4 separate regions of the Mus musculus genome follow, and all the other regions are linked to region 1. The links are chromatin contacts, called in public HiChIP or PLAC-seq, Micro-C and promoter capture Hi-C maps. All regions are on one chromosome and are shown on one strand. Each heading gives the region's core, a stretch centred on a gene start, on an enhancer-like site or on the middle of the called end of the contact. The rest is flanking DNA. Distances are from core to core; before and after follow the strand shown.

Evidence for each region. Promoter capture Hi-C pulls out the DNA fragments that hold promoters and counts their contacts. A called contact is a pair of places that touch in the nucleus more often than the background predicts. HiChIP or PLAC-seq counts read pairs in DNA pulled down with a chosen protein or histone mark.
Region 2: a Micro-C map of embryonic stem cells shows a contact between it and region 1, with 3 times the contacts expected there. The contact joins the promoter of Ttc4 here to the promoter of Ssbp3 in region 1. A contact is called at or near these places in 2 of 39 promoter capture datasets (erythroid cells and liver), 3 of 484 Hi-C or Micro-C datasets (embryonic stem cells and muscle stem cells), 1 of 115 datasets of contacts at active chromatin or transcription factors (memory CD8 T cells) and 1 of 9 other capture datasets (pancreatic islet).
Region 3: a promoter capture Hi-C map of hippocampal neurons shows a contact between it and region 1, with 4 times the contacts expected there. The contact joins the enhancer-like site here to the promoter of Ssbp3 in region 1. A contact is called at or near these places in 1 of 39 promoter capture datasets (hippocampal neurons), 1 of 484 Hi-C or Micro-C datasets (cerebellum), 2 of 115 datasets of contacts at active chromatin or transcription factors (embryonic limb bud and pancreatic cancer cells) and 1 of 9 other capture datasets (liver).
Region 4: a contact with region 1 is called in an H3K4me3 HiChIP or PLAC-seq map of embryonic forebrain, with 3 times the contacts expected there. The contact joins the promoter of Cdcp2 here to the promoter of Ssbp3 in region 1. A contact is called at or near these places in 13 of 39 promoter capture datasets (the 3T3-L1 cell line, the C10 cell line, the HPC-7 cell line and 9 more), 3 of 484 Hi-C or Micro-C datasets (embryonic stem cells, epidermal suprabasal cells and stem cell-derived neural progenitor cells), 15 of 115 datasets of contacts at active chromatin or transcription factors (bone marrow-derived macrophages, craniofacial prominence, differentiating embryonic stem cells and 10 more) and 4 of 9 other capture datasets (adipose tissue, embryonic stem cells, liver and 1 more).

The regions. Positions count from the first base shown.
Region 1 is chr4:106,909,777-106,913,471 of GRCm38.p6, reverse strand. Ssbp3 (single-stranded DNA binding protein 3) reads right to left here and starts at 2,002. Exons shown (of 18, transcript NM_023672.2): 1 at 1,560-2,002; 2 at 497-569; 3 at 206-267. The coding sequence starts at 1,615.
Region 2 is chr4:106,676,935-106,680,629 of GRCm38.p6, reverse strand. Ttc4 (tetratricopeptide repeat domain 4) reads left to right here and starts at 1,686. Exons shown (of 10, transcript NM_028209.2): 1 at 1,686-1,877; 2 at 2,328-2,445. The coding sequence starts at 1,767. Mroh7 (maestro heat-like repeat family member 7) reads left to right here. Exons shown (of 24, transcript NM_001126487.1): 24 at 1-213.
Region 3 is chr4:106,706,249-106,709,943 of GRCm38.p6, reverse strand. It overlaps Mroh7 (maestro heat-like repeat family member 7), which reads left to right. Exons shown (of 24, transcript NM_001126487.1): 7 at 228-357; 8 at 1,378-1,473; 9 at 2,089-2,193; 10 at 2,350-2,485. Among named protein-coding and RNA genes, the nearest start is that of Mroh7, 20 kb to the left of the region's middle. Within about 2 kb of position 1,778, at least 49 of the 459 cell types and tissues checked have an H3K27ac peak or open chromatin away from gene starts, as enhancers often do. A contact at or near this core is called in hippocampal neurons and liver, where this site is marked.
Region 4 is chr4:107,094,824-107,098,518 of GRCm38.p6, reverse strand. Cdcp2 (CUB domain containing protein 2) reads right to left here and starts at 1,628. Exons shown (of 4, transcript NM_172873.3): 1 at 733-1,628. The coding sequence starts at 811.

The DNA of each region.
Region 1 (3,695 bases), core at 753-3,252:
CGGAGAAATGCCAGCAAAAACTTGAGGCAGCACGCAGCCTCTTCTGCCCACTCTCCCTTGCCAAGCCTGGTCAGATCACCCAGGGGTGCTTGTCCGTAGGAGGCAGAGGCTAAAGGTAGAGGGCCTGCTCTGGACCCCCGTCTTTGTTCACTTGGACCCGGACCTCAAAACAAAACACACACACAAAACTATCACACAAACTTACCACCACCACGAGTGCAGGAACCCAGGCGGTTCACCCAGTGTGATGTTTTTTTCCCATCGAATCTAGAAAAGAGGGAGCGGAGGCAGCTTAGAGGGGCAGAAAGGAGGGGGACGCAGGGCCTTCCCCAGCCAAAAGGCTGTGAAGACCAACTAACAATAAATGCCAAAAGGTGATAAAAATTCAAAATGGTGGCCACAGTGGCTGCTCCTGAAAACAAAGGCTCTAAGAATAGTGGGGAGGAGGGGGTGTCAAGAAACTGGATGCTAGGGAAAGAGAAGGAGTCCCACTCACCTCTGATAAGAAGGTCTGTGCAGATTTCTGTGCTCCTACGTGCAGTAAATATTCGTAGACGTATAAAGCTAACCTGGAAAGTGAGGAGTGAGAGGAGAGAGAGAGAGAGAGAGAGAGAGAGAGAGAGAGAGAGAGAGAGAGAGAGGTCAGATCACATTAAGGCTCGCTCTGGACCCTGCCAGTGACTGTGAGCCCGGTCTGTGCCATCCCATTGTGGCCACGACAAGAGGTGAGTACCTATCACCCCAGACAGAACAGCTAGTGGGTGGGTACCACAGACAAGCTGCACCAAGCCGCGGGAGCCGGAGACCGGTCCCCAAACTTGAACTTCCAAGTGGCACTGGGACTAAACCCACCTAGGTCTCGCAAACTCGCAAGCCCCTTACAAGAGCCCTGCCTGAGCCACCCTCCTTTTCCCAGCCCACTTCAGCTCCCTGCTTTAGCCCAGCTTTGGGGTCCGAACGGACTCGGTCCCAGTCCGGGTACTTGGCGCGCTCTGGAGAGGGCAGCAAAGCGCCGCCCTCAGCATCTCCCCCTCAAACAACTGTCCCCCAAGCCTGGGGCCGGGCCGGCGCCGCCAGCCCAGCCCAGCCCAGCCCGGACGCCCCGGAGCGCACCGGGCTGACGGGGAGGCCGCTGGCTGGGTAGGGAGAGCGCTCCCGGGCGAACAAAGCCCCCGGCACGCACTCCTCACGCCGCGGGCGGACAAAAGGAGCCTTCGGGGCTGCAGAAAGCCACGCGCCCCCTGCCCGCACTCGGTGGGCAAAGTAAGGGCCCCGCGCCCAGCGGGCCGAGCGCACCGGCTCCGAGTGGGACCTCGCCCACCCTCGTCGCGGACCCCCGCGCCCGCTCTGCCCCGCGCCTACCAACTACCCTCGCCCACCGCTGCCCTGCCGCCCCTTCAGGGTGCCCCAGCCTCCGCCGGCGCCCAACAATGGGCTCTCCACGCCACCGCCGCCGCCGCGGGGCAGAGACCCGGGCCCCAGGGGCACCAGGCGGCGCGACCCCCGCGCCCACCTGCCTCCCGCCACCCGCGGCGCGGCCCCACTCGCGAGAGGCTTACTTTTCCCGAGCCTGCCCGTCCGAGGGCACCGCCGAGCCTTTGCCTTTGGCAAACATGGCTTGCAGAGAAGAGGGCGCCGAGCCCGCCGCCGCCGCCGCCGCTACCGTCCGGTCTCCCGAGCTGCCCTGCTCCCGGCCCCCTCCCGGCGCTCGCCCGCTCGCTCGCACTCCGCTCGCCGCGCTCCCTCCCTCCCAGGCGCAGGCTCCGCGCTCTTTCCAGCTGTCAAAGCGTCAGCCCCGGCCGCGGCCCCATCGCCCTGGAACTCCTCCCGCGCCGGCTCGGCCTGAGCTGCGCCGCCGCCCGCCCGAAGCCTGCAGCTCGCTTGCTCGCGGCCCGCGCGCCCGCCGCCCGGCTCCGCCTGCGCCGCCCTCTGCGCCTTCAGCACCGCTGCCGCTGCCGCCGCCGCCGCCGCTGGTCTACTTGGAGCTCAACCGAACGTGGCTGCCCCGGCAGGAGCGCGGCGGGCGTCCACGCCCCGCGACGGACGGCCGCGGCGGCCAATCGGCGCGCGGGGGCGGGCCTGGAGGCCGAGAGGGACGCCTGTCAGCACGGCCGCGCCAGTCCCGCTGCGCCTCCTCCGCGAGCCGCTGCCCGCTCGTGCCCCGGCCGGGGGAGCGGGGGGCGAGCCTTGGCGTTGGGGTGGGGCGGTGACTCGAGGGGCTCGGGCGTGGACTGGAGCACCCGGCCGGCGCGGCGGGGACTGGGCGCTGCGACAGCAGGCGCGGACCCCGGCTGGCCCGGCGCGCCCCTTTCCGCGTCGGCCTAGCCCCCAGCGCCCCCGCCTCCCCGTGCTGAGCGTACCCTCAGCGGGCCAGGACCCCGGCCGGCCCTGCTCCCCTCTCCGCCCCACCCCGGGCTGCCTGTGCCCAGCCCTGCCTCCCGAGCCCCGGCCAGGGCTGCACGCGGAGCTGGGCGGCCGAAGCTGGCGCCAAAGCGCGCGGCTGCTTCTTTACTAGATCGTTAAAATACTTTGGGAAACCCCAAAGTGGAGCCGCGCGAAAATGGCCCTTGGCGTGCTCCAGGCAAGCTGTAGGAGGGAAAAGAGGTCTTGGACTAGAGGGAAAGAGAGTTGATTTCTCTCAAATTTCTGAGGTTTGCTAGCCCTGGCAAGTTAGCCTCTCGCCTTTCCACGGGAAAGGGTTCCGTTTGGATGAGGGACGTCACCTGGACGCCTCGCGACTCGGAATGCGCGCCGCAGAAATCTCAAACTTCAAATAAATGGAGCTAAATTGGAGAGTAGGGGACCAGAGTCGGGCGTGGGGGGAGGGGAAGCTTCCATTGTCAATGACCCAGGTGTACAATGGGAAATGGGGGGTTGGCAGAGTGACCAAGCTTTTTGCTCACGACTCCTTTCTGTCCACTCGAGGAACCCAAAAACCTGCAGTGTATTCTCATTGGAGTCTCCAAATCAAAAACTGGTGAGATAAGGGATGGCTCCCCATTTTCATACTGTTTTTAGAGCGCGGTTCTCTTTAAATGTGATAAAACATTGTCGGCACTGTCTCTTTAAAAGAGTCAAGCAGAAAAGCTGTGTAAGCGCTGATTGGCTGCCTGTTTGGATACATCTTTAGGGGAGCCTTGAAACTGTTAGCCTAGGTTGATTTTTTTTTTTTTTAACTGCGCTGTTCCAATAAACAAGTAACGCCCCTCCCCCTAACATGCCTCACACCAAACAATTAAAGGATAGGTCAGTGTCCTGGGGAAAACACGTTTTAAGTAGGAAAACTCAGAACTAGATTTCAACAAAATAAACAATAATTCCCTACCATTAAAGTTTGCTTTTTTTGCCCTGCCGAAGAGAGAAAAGGGGTTTTTAAAAGAAATGCCCCACGGCAAACGGATCTGCACTGGTTCAGGAAGGAGACTCCGGGTGCATTTTTGGAATAATGTTCTACACTTGTAACAGCCTCCCTAAATTAGAATACAGCCAAGCACCGTGGACCCCTCTGGACTCTGCTCTCTGCTAGAAACCAGAGCTCAGACAGAAGAAGGGCAGAAAAGAGAAACACTGAGACCTAGTTTGGGGATGCCAATGCCAGCCCCTAGTTTAAAGGTTGTCTTGTCAAGAAAGGGAGAAGCGTGGAGGTTGGGAGTTGAAATACAATGGTAGGAGAGAAAAGGAAATAATTACAGTTA
Region 2 (3,695 bases), core at 437-2,936, 230 kb after region 1:
CCAGCCAGGTCCCTGTAAACGCTATGTGGTCAACCTTTCCATCCAGATGGCTTCCTCACGAGAGTTCCCCCAGTCCCTGTGGAGCCCCCGTGGAGCCCCCCTGGAGCCCCCGTGGAACCCCCGTGGAGCCCCCGTAGAGCCCCTGCGGAGCCCTCACTCTGACAAGTCTGAGAAAAGAGCATGGCCCCCTTGTGCTGATTCACTTCACATTTACAGATGCGTGCGGTCTGTTTTGTTCACTTTATATAACGGGAGACTGAGGCTCAGAGTAGTTAAGTGCGTTGACCAAAGCCACTCAGGGGGTCACCTGGACATCTCAGTTTTCCCTTCCCTGGTGATAAGAGCAGAAGGGTGATGATTTGGGTGGCTCTTGGGGAAAGGGAGTGAGGCGACTTCCCACCTATGACGTCATGCATATTCGGGAACCCTGGTCGCCGAGTCTCACCCTTGACTCGTCATCCGGTTTGCCTAACACTAATGCAAAAATATCCAGAGACATATTTGGTGTTGCCACCTGACAGTGTCAATGTTACTAACAGCTGTTGGGTAAAGAGCGGGTGTCAGGCACACTGTTAAATGCCTTACAGGACATTACAGGCAGGACAGCCCCCACATCCAAATGGTTCCCGGGTTGAAATTTTTCAGAGATGAGCTCAGCGGGAAGCATGGGGACTGTGGTATCCAGAGGTTGTGTGTGTCCGCTGGAATGACTTGCCAGACAAGAGACTTCTCAAGGAGGTTTGGAAAGATGACCACATCTGGTCATCTGTGGGTGCAAAGGTACCCTCAGGTACATGGGACCCTCTTCAAAGTCCCAGTGAGAGGGAACCTGGAAAAAGAGGAGAGATGCAAGGGCCAGGTCCTAAGGCCATGGAGACTGCTGAGGAGGTAGGGGCAGTGGGGAGGCATGGTGGGGGTGCTGAGAAGAGAGATATATGAGCAGATGTCAACTTCAGAAAACTCTTCGTGGGATGTAGGGACCCCGGGGCAAGGCTGGTGGGGCGAAAGATCAATGCAGCTGTACTGAACAAGAACCTGTTACTAGTCAGTAGTGGTGAATGTGTCAATAATCACAGCCCAAGGATTCTACCTGTGGGCATACATCTCGGGGTAATTTTCCCATGGGCCTATGGGGGTATCTGTGAAGACCTCTGTTGTTGTAGTATCCATGAGGTGAGCAGGCAGGCTGGGCACCCATCCTTGTAGGGTAAGCCACATGGAGTTTCACATGTAGTTATAGGTTGTAGGGGTGTATGGGGACCTCAAACCTTGTGCTGCGTGAAGAAAAAAAAAGTATTTGTATGCTCAAAAGTTTTGTTTTGTTTGAAATAGGGTCTTGCTATATAGTCTAGACTGGTCTTGAACTTATGGTTCTCCTATTAAACCTAAGTGCTAGGATTACAGACAAATATCATGTGGCCTGGCTACGAAGTCATCTTTTGAGAACATTTATAGAAAAGACATAAAAGCATCAGGGTTGGAGAGTGGAGATGAAGAGTTTAGATACAAAAGGGAGTTAACCTAACCACGCCCCAAAGCGAGGAGACTAGAGGCCAGGCAAACTCTGCAATGGATGGGTGGGGCTGGGCGAGAGGGAAAGCGCGGAGTCAGGCCACACCTCCAGGCAGGCCACGCCCCCAGGCCGGCGGAACCCGAGAGGCATAGCCTCGCGCAGCCCGGACTGCAAAAGGAAGGGCATCCCTGCCGCCGGAAGGAGCGGCGCGTTTCTTGGTCCCGGGACTGAAGCGCCGAAGTTGCGAGCTGCCATGGAGAGTTCTGAGCCTGAGCCTACAGAGGACGCTTCCATGGACGCGTTCCTGGAAAAGTTTCAGAGCCAGCCTTACCGCGGCGGCTTCCGCGAGGATCAGTGGGAGGAGGTGGGCGGCGCCGGGGGCTTCTGGGGTAGGAGCTTGGTCCTCGAGGCTTGGTCACTGGTAGAAACCGTCCGCCTCGAGGTTTTGCGTATAAGTTGACTGCGTTTAAGACCACGGGGGTTTTGCAGGCAGTCCTGTCACACACCACCACCAGGCTCTACTACCAGGGGTCCCTTAGTTGTTTTACTGCAGCACCCAGGTTAGGGTAAACTTGAAAGGAGATGGTGAAGGTGGTCAGGAACGCGACAGCGCCTAGTTGAAGGTGATTGCTACCACCCATGGAGAGCGTTGGAAATCAGGATCCCACATTTAACACCTGAGAAACTGGATGTCTAGCTCCAGCCAATCCTTAGGATTTGCATATCATGCTCAGCGAGGAAAAAACTTTATGATGTCGTGTCCTGGGATTGGATCTAATCAGTAGACAACGCTAATTGTTCTTTTAAATTCTAGGAATTTGACAAGATTCCCCTATTTATGAAAAAAGCGCCATCAGAAATTGACCCCGAGGAGTTTCCTGACTTGGCCTGCCTCCAGTCGATGATTTTTGATGATGATCGATATCCAGAAGGTATCTTACTGTCACCCAGCACTTCTTTTGTGTCCTTGTTGAGTTGAGCGAAAGTATTATGGCTAACATGTCAGTGTTGACTCCACACATTCTCCTTTGGATGCCTTCTAAGTAAATGTGTACAGTTCCAAGCCCCAGAGGCCTGACTTGGATGAAAAGCCTGATTGCCCTAACAAATCAGGAAGGGTGTGTGATGAGTGCCACGAGGTCCACCACTACTGTAGTACCAGAGAGAGGAGGGGGATTGCTTTTCAGTGAATGACACAATGTAAGAAAAGGAGCAGTGTAATTTTCTCAATAGAAATTAAAGTCCTTCAAAAACTGAGATAAATGTGTGTGTGTGTATGTGTATCTGGAAATTGAACCCAGAATCTCACATATGCTGGGTAAGTGAGCTATATCCCCCCTTCGTAAAACTGTTTGTGTGTGTGTATACGTGTGTACATACTTACAGAGATCAGTGGCTAGCCTTGTGAGGTGGATTCTTTCTTACCATTTCACATGTTCCTCAGGTCAAGCTCAGGTTGTCAAGCTTAGGGGCCAGTGCCTTTACCTGTTTAGCCATTTCTCTAGACCATCTTTAATTCCCCTTTTTAAAACAGCACTTATAGCTGGATGGTGGCCATGCATGCCTTTGACCCCAGGCAGGCAGGCAGGCAGGCAGGCAGGCAGGCAAGCAGGCAAGCAGGCAGGCAGATCTCTGAGTGCAAGGCCAGCCTGGTATACAGAGCGATTTCCAAGACAGCCAGGGCTACAGAGAAACCCTGTCTCAAAAACAAACAAACAAACAAACAAACATATAAACACCAACCAAAAACCAAACCAAACCAGAAATTAAAAAGCACTTAGTAACATTACCTCATAATTTTTTGGAAGTGGTTATGGCATTAAGTTTGCATGGCCTTGTGTTCTATATTGATGCCAATTTTATCATACCATTAATTTGGATTTTTCTTCCTCTGTCAGTTCCATCTCTTTGCTTTATTGTGTATGTGTTAGTCTTTGTTTTGCTGTGCTAGAAGACTGACCAAAATGAATGTGGGGAAGAGAGGGTTTATTTAGGTTCTAGCCCGTCCCTCACTGAAGGATGTGAACTCAAGCGGGAACTGAGAGGCAGGAGCTGTGACAGAGACTGTGGAGTGCTGCTTACTGGGTTGCTCTCCTTGCACTGCTCAGCTAGTTTTTTATATAACCCAGGAACACCTGCCCAGGAGTCGTACTGCCCACAGTGGGATGGGCCCTCCTGTGTC
Region 3 (3,695 bases), core at 529-3,028, 200 kb after region 1:
TCTCTTCCACACTCTGCCCCTTCTCACACCCCTGTCCACTCCGAGCCTTTCCCTCTCCCCCTGCCCAGTTCCCTGTGGACCCTGATACTTCCACACCCGTTGCTCACACCCCACCTTCTCCTGTGGATCTAATCTCGGGTGACCCTCCCTAAGTCAGGTGTCCCCTTCCCCATGCTGCATCCTCTGCCCCCCCCCTCACTCCACACCTGGCATCCTGTCTCTCTCAGTCACACCAAGCCTATCCTGAGCGTGCGGGAGAGGGTGGAGCTGGTGAACACCTGTGTGCGGAGCGTGTTCTCACTGCCCTCCGTGCAGGCCATGCAGGAGAAGGACGAGTCCAAGGCCGAAGTCATCCAGGTGAGCTGGACCCTCCTGGTTCGGCTTTAGGTTTGGGGACATCCTCAGAAGGGACAAGGTTCAGGGGTGAGTGGGGGCTTTCTATAGATGGTCTCCCTTACTCCTTGGCTGAGTGGCCCGGAGCACCTCACGTCACCTGCGACAGTCTGAACAGATACTTGATAGCTATTCAGCAGAAGGGTGAACTGTTGCAGTAATGGCTTCCTTAGGAGGGCCCTGTCCTGTATCAGGGATATAGATAGATGCTGTAAGGCCGTAGGAAGTGGGCAGGATAAGAGGGTAGTACTGAGGACTGTGCTCTATGGAAGAAGACTGGGGGAAACTGGGCAGAGACCTGGAGAACAGAGCCTCAAAGGGGGTTTGGTGAGCATCTTTAAGTCTCTGCAGAATCATTCCTGGAGGTACCACAGCAGGGGATACTAAGGTATAAGATGCAAGGAGAGCTAGGGTCAAGCGGGATGTTGAGTGAGAGGGGGGGTCCAGCTGTTCGGCTACCCTTTCTCTCAGCAGGTATTAGCCATGTTCCTCTCCAGGTCACTACGGTAGTCTCGCAGTAGTGTGACGGTGGAGGAGATGGATGCCATCAAAGAACCCAGTACCCAAAAATCTCCGCAGTAGTCAGTGCTGCAAGCATAAACCATGGGGTATCAAAAAGAGTATGGGATGAGGAACATGGCCTAGGGTGGATGGAGCACGTGGTTTCCTGGAAGAGGGTGGCAGAGAACCTGTACAGAACCCATGCCAACTGCCAGGATGATAAGTGATGTGACTGAAGACTGGAGGGTGGGGGGACAGGGACTCTGACAGGCGTGCTGTATAATAGGTAGGGGTGAGGCCACACAGACAGATAAGATAGCGTCTGGGTTCTGGATTCTCAAGCTGGTGGCCTGAGAGGGCCCAAAGTCATGGCCAGAATCCTTGCTGTGGAAGGAACTGGCAGCCCCTTGTAGTTACAAGTCGTGCCAGCAGAGGGCGGTGGTGTCTAACAAGCTCCCAGCAGCTCTGTCCTCCTGTCCACAGATCCTTTACTACCAGACCTTGGATTCCTTGCAGAAACTTCTGAATGCCCTCTTTATTGAAGACCCCACTCCTACTGGGCTGAAGAGCATCCTGGAGGTGCGGCGTGGGGGGTGGGGGGGTGGGGACGACACGGGGCAAGCAGGGAAAGGGAGAAGGAAGTAGGAAAATGGCTTCATACAAGTGGGAGGTGGGCTCTGAAGGAGTGGCGTCATCCTGAGCCAGTGCCCTGCTTCCATGTTGTATTTTACGCTGTTATTTAGTTTTGGTGACGCTGAGGGTTGGACCCAAACCCTTGTACCTGCGAGGCAAGCCCTCTACCTCTGAGCCACAGCAGAGTCCTGTTCCCTCTTTCCTTGTTTATCTGTATACACAGTCACACTGAATTGCCCAGCACTGCCTTGAACTTTTGATCCTATTATCTCAGCTTCCTGAGTCACTGTCTGCAATTCCCCTACAGCCACTGCTCTTGCCCCACCCCTTTCTCCATTGTTATCCATGTCTCTTCTCTCTTCATTGACCCCGTCCCTTCCTTTGCTCTGAGTCCCCTTCTCAGCTCAAACCCCACCTGTCATTGATCCTCAGGAAGAGAAGGAAGACGGTGGCAAATTGCCTTCTTTCTTCTTCTGGAAGCTTCTTGCAGATTACTGACTTACCCACAGACAGCAGGGGCTGGCAGACAATGGTAGCAGAATCTCTCCCTTGTCCCCACAGCCCCTAGGGCCCTGGATGAACTCTGGGAAGGCCCACGAGCGGGCTCGGGCTGTGAACAGCAACGTCTCTGTGTTGAACCACACACTTGTGACCCTGCCATTCTTAGTGAGTGTTCCTGGGTGTGACCCTGCCATTCTTAGTGGGTGTTCGGGGGTGGGGGCATTCCGGTGACTTCTCAGTTGATCTTCTGCAGCTGGGCAGGTCTTCTTGCCCTGCACTATGTAGCTATAGACTCCCTCCCTGTGATTGTGACACTCACAGATATCCTCGGGCTTCCCAACACTGGGTCTTCTGCTGGGGAGGCTCCTTCTTCGAATCGGGGATCCTGATGAGGAGATCGGACGGGAGGCTCTGGACGGCATCACCATCCTCTACACCATCCTGGATCTCCAGAAACGTATGCCCAAGTCAGGTCCCTAGCCACTGCACAGCTAGGGAGGGGAGCATGGTGGTACGGCTGGGCAGTTGGAGGCAGGCAGAATGGGTCAGATGGGGATTAGGAGCTGATGGGAAACTCCTATCTCCATGGAACCAGGAGCAGAGGTACAAACTAGCCATTGTTTTTCATGTTTGTTTGTTTTTAAGCTCTGGCCCCTGACTTTTAATCCTCCTGACTTAGCGTCTCAGGTACTGGGACTACAGGCATGTACTGCCCTGTTAGACAACAACTCTATCACGACAGGAGCTGTCCTTCAGTTGGCTAAGCTTTCCCATATTGTTCCAACCTTGATTTCTCCTTCTAATGTACCATGTGCACCTAGGTATGATGGCCCTGATGTCTTCTTCCTTTGTCTGTCTTTCCTACTAGACTGTAATGCCATGAGGGTAAGGCAGGATTCTCTGTTCTTTCTGAGTCTAGCCATGGGCTGGCATATGGTCTTATTCAGTGAATATGCATAGGACCTAATGAAGACCAGGTCCTACATTAGAGTCTGGAGCCTGTAAGTGAAAGCACAGCCTGAGGTTAGGTTTCAGGGAGCTCATGAGATGGTTTCCAGGCTGCCTTCAACCTCCTGCCGTTCTTTCTCCTTAGTCCCGATTCTATATCAACCAGGAAACCTTGGCTGGTTTCCTAGTTTCTCCTGACTCTGAAGGCAGAGTGGCCTGCATGTCACACCTGGTTTTGGCTCTCGACTTTCCCAGCTTGAGTGACCTCTTCTGTATATTTTTCTAGATTTTCTCATCTGTTACAGGATTATGGTTGAGTGCTTTTTGAAATATTAAATGGTATTCTTCAAACGAGTTCATGGGAAGAGATCAGCTCAGGGTCCCATGTCATAGGTGCTTGTCGAATAGAACTCTCTTCTCTTCGTGCCCCCCACTTTCTGGGATATGTCTGGGGTCCCTATTCTTTCTCATTGCTAGCATGTGGGGCAATGTTTCCTAAGAGATTTCTCCACTGGCCTGGAGGCATGCATGTCTTTTAAACAGGTGGGTGAAAAGTAGGCTACAGTGTGTCTTTTTTTGGGGGGTGGGGGTTATATTTGAGACAGGGTTTCTCTGTGTAGCCCTCAGTAGACCAGGCTGGCCTCAGAAATCCACCTGCCTCCACCTCCCAAATGCTGGGATTATGGGGTTAAAGGTGTGTGCCACCACTGCCCGGGTCT
Region 4 (3,695 bases), core at 379-2,878, 190 kb before region 1:
TCTGCCCACGCCCCCTGCACACACAATAAATGTAATTGGAAACTTATTTTAAAGAGAAACAGGGCTGGTGAGATGGCTCAGTGGGTAAGAGCACCCGAATGCTCTCCCGAAGGTCAGGAGTTCAAATCCCAGCAACCACATGGTGGCTCACAACCATCTGTAACAAGATCTGACGCCCTCTTCTGGAGTGTCTGAAGACAGCTACAGTGTACTTACATATAATAAATAAATAAATCTTTAAAAAAAAAAAAAGAGAGAGAGAGAAACAGAATCCTTCTAAGAAACTTCAGGAAAAACTTTTTCCCAGGCAGAGGGACAGCAGGACAAGGCATTCTTAGAAAGAGAACCTCGTGGTTCCCAGCAAGGACACAGACACACTGGAGCCAGAGCACCAGAGGCACCAAATGGCACCGCGAGGAAGCTGGCACCGCGGGCTGCAGCAGGAGGCGCGGGCGGGCTCCCAGATCTCAGAGGGTCCTTCCCGAGGTGGGCGGACCTTCCGCACCTCTGAGCCACTCCCTTCATGAGCCACAATGGTGTGGCCTTGTACCTAAGCCCTCGCTCGAGCCCTGTTTTCCTTCATCTGGAGAAGTCACGTCTCAGGAGCCAGCACACATTCAACTCAGCCGGGTCTCCAAAGTGGCCCCTGCTTTCTGGCTGGGGCTTCCTGAGCCCCTGCTTCCTCTGCACCCTCCTCCCATCAGCCCCGTTGTGAGTGGCCAGATCACCTACCTTCCATGGCTTGGGTCCCAGGATCGGAGTCCAACAGTACCATTGCCAGCAGTAGGCAGGCCCCCAGCTCAGCTAGCATCTCCTCACCAGGGGCTCCCTGCACCAAAGGCTGAGTTCAGGGGTCAGGATCCAAGGGTCTGAGAGGGGAAAGAGAGGTGAGGCTGGAAGGGCCTCCAAGTAAATGGTGGTGTGAATAATTCATTGGGCCCTTGAATTAGTAAACGGATCCTAGCTTCCTCCACTCCTCAGTGAGGTGACGGATCTGGTGTCACCAGGTTGACACTTACTGAGAACTGCAATGGCCACCCTGTATCAGGAAGGGGAAGCAGGTTGGGCCTGGAAGAAGACAGTGGAGAAAGGGCCTCTAAATTCCAGGGCCAGATCTATCCCAGTTCAGCTTCCCACTGGCCAGGGGATCCTGATCAAGCCATTTCACTCCCTCTTGGCCTTCTGATCCAGCTGGCACAGCCATGCAGCCCTGCTTCTGGGGCTACTGGGAAAAAGAAATGAGATTGCACGTGCTAACGTATGCAGCTAGTGCTCAGCTGGCGCATACGCCTGTCTTTCCCCATTCTCCACTCCCGAGGGAGTCAAAAGGAGCCTACGGTTCTCGGGACAGACAGAACAAGCTTCCTTCCAATGTGAGAACTCAGCTCAGAGGGACGGAGAAGGAGCTGTGGACGGCTGATGACGGGAGTGCATCAGGAACAGCAGCATCGGCACTTGGGAGTCTTCTAATGTGATAGCCGTGGGCCGCAGCCTGCTGTGTGGCCAGAGCAGGAACCGTGCCTTCACTGGTTCGCGAGACTCATTTACAGGGCTCTGCATCCAGGCTCTGTGCTGGGAGCTGGGACTGCAGAAGAGTCCTGAGGGGAGCTGTGTCCAGCAGCAAATGGGATCTGGTTTTTCCTCCAGGAGTCTTTCCCTTTGAGTCAGCCCATCCCACGGGGGTGGGTGTGGGTGAGAGGGGGGTACAGATGTGTGGAGGTCAAAGACCAACTTTGAGTGCTGTTTGCCAGAAACCATCCACCTTGATTTTTGAAACAGAGTCTCTTATTGAATCTAGAATTGATCCATGAGCCCCAGGGATCTGGCTGCCTCTACCTCCCAACTGCTGAAATAAATGCTTGAAATTCTTTACTGGGGTGGATAGGTGCTAAGGATCAAACTCAAGTCCTCAATGTGAGTGTGGAAATGACTTCACCATCTCTTCCCAGCCCCCTACCCCCTTATTTCTAATCGTTGCATTTGTGCAGAGCCTGTTCTAGGCCTGGGGGCACTGATGAGAAATGGGACAGGTGCCCACTTTCCTAGGAAGGGCAGAGCCTGGCCTGTGGTTTCTGATTGCTTGAAGTCAGTCCTGGCTGCCCTACCGCCAGGTTGAGGGGTCTGTGAAAGTGAGACATTCTCTCTGAGGCCCAGCTTCCTCCACAGAAAGAGGTAGTTGCAGCCTGCTATTCTCCGGTAGGATTAAATGAGACCAGGAACGGATGTCTTACCAGCCTGGCTCACCACACCACAACAAGTACGCTTTTTATCTACCCAAGAGGAACCCAGCTGTCCATCTGCCAGAGCACATGTCGCCTCTGGCCCGTCCTTTTGTCAGGCAGTCCCAGGGGAGCCCTAGGCTGCTGGCAGAGGAGGCCACCTGGAAGGTGTTCAGCAAAGGGCATCAGGAATGGTCAGAGCAGAGAGACTGGCTTTTCCATGGAGCAGGATGGAAAAGCAAGGAACTTGCTGGGCAGGCTTAGAAGTAAAGCTGCTTATCAAGCATTGCCTGTGTGAATGAGGGGGGCTGGGAGATGGTGGTGCGTGACTTCAGTCCCTGCACTCACGGGACAGAGGCAGGCAGACCTCTGAGTTCTATGGAGTGAGTTCCAGGACAGCCAGAGGAGAAACTCTGTCAATAATAATAATAATAATAATCCAGGACAGCCAGAGGAGAAACTCTGTCAATAATAATAATAATAATAATAATAATAATAATAATAAATAATGATGGTTTATGAGTGAAAACCAGGCAGAGTGATAAATGGGCACTTACTGGGGTGCTGTTCACTTGCACATAGCCTCTCAGCCAGCACAACACACAGTAGGTTTCACAGGAGACAGGGGAGCAAGCTGAAGCTCCCTGCTTGTGTCAAGGTCCTGGGGTGAGCGCTACCACAAGAAGACCTTAGACTGAGCAGTGTGTTTGGGAAGCAATCCTAGGATTGCAGAGAGGGAAGGGAGACAGGATGAGAAAAAGACTCCAGGGCCCTTGCTTCAGTCCCTGCCTCCAGCTCTGCCTTGGGCTCTTGCCCTGACTTCCATCGATGGACGGTGAGCTGTGAGCTGAAATCAACCCTCCCCCCCCCCCCCCCCCCCCCGCCGTTGCTTTGGGTCTGGTGTTTATCACAGCAACAGAAACCTAAGACATTCATCTTTGCCTCTGCCTCATCTCAAACATCTTAGATGCTCAGCAGACATATCTGCTCTGAACCGTTCCGAGGCCCACAGCCAACGAGTGCCCTTTTCCCTCTGGGCCCATGTGTGCCTGGGCCAAAGGCGTGCTGTTAACCCTGCTCTCCTACTCACCTGTAATGAAATACCCCAGGCTGGTCAGCCCATAAACAGTACATGTGTATTCCTCAGTGTTCTGAAGGACAGGAGTCCAAAACCAACGTGTCTGGTAAAGCAGGAAACTGGCCGAGTCCTCCTCCCGTGGTGAGAGAGGTGAGGCGCTCTCGGAGTTGAAGCAGTGTGTGTGTGTGTGTGTGTGTGTGTGTGTGTGTGTGTGTGTGTGCGCGCGTGCGCGCGCGTGCTGGGGTAGGTGCGAGTGAGGGTAGTCTCTTTTATAAGAGCACTAATTTCCAAAAGACTATGCTGGGGACACAAACACACAAACCTTCTTTGCCACAACCAGGCCCTGCCCCCACTCCCCGTGGCAGGATGGTCCAGTGCAGTGGTTAAGCCTGAGACTT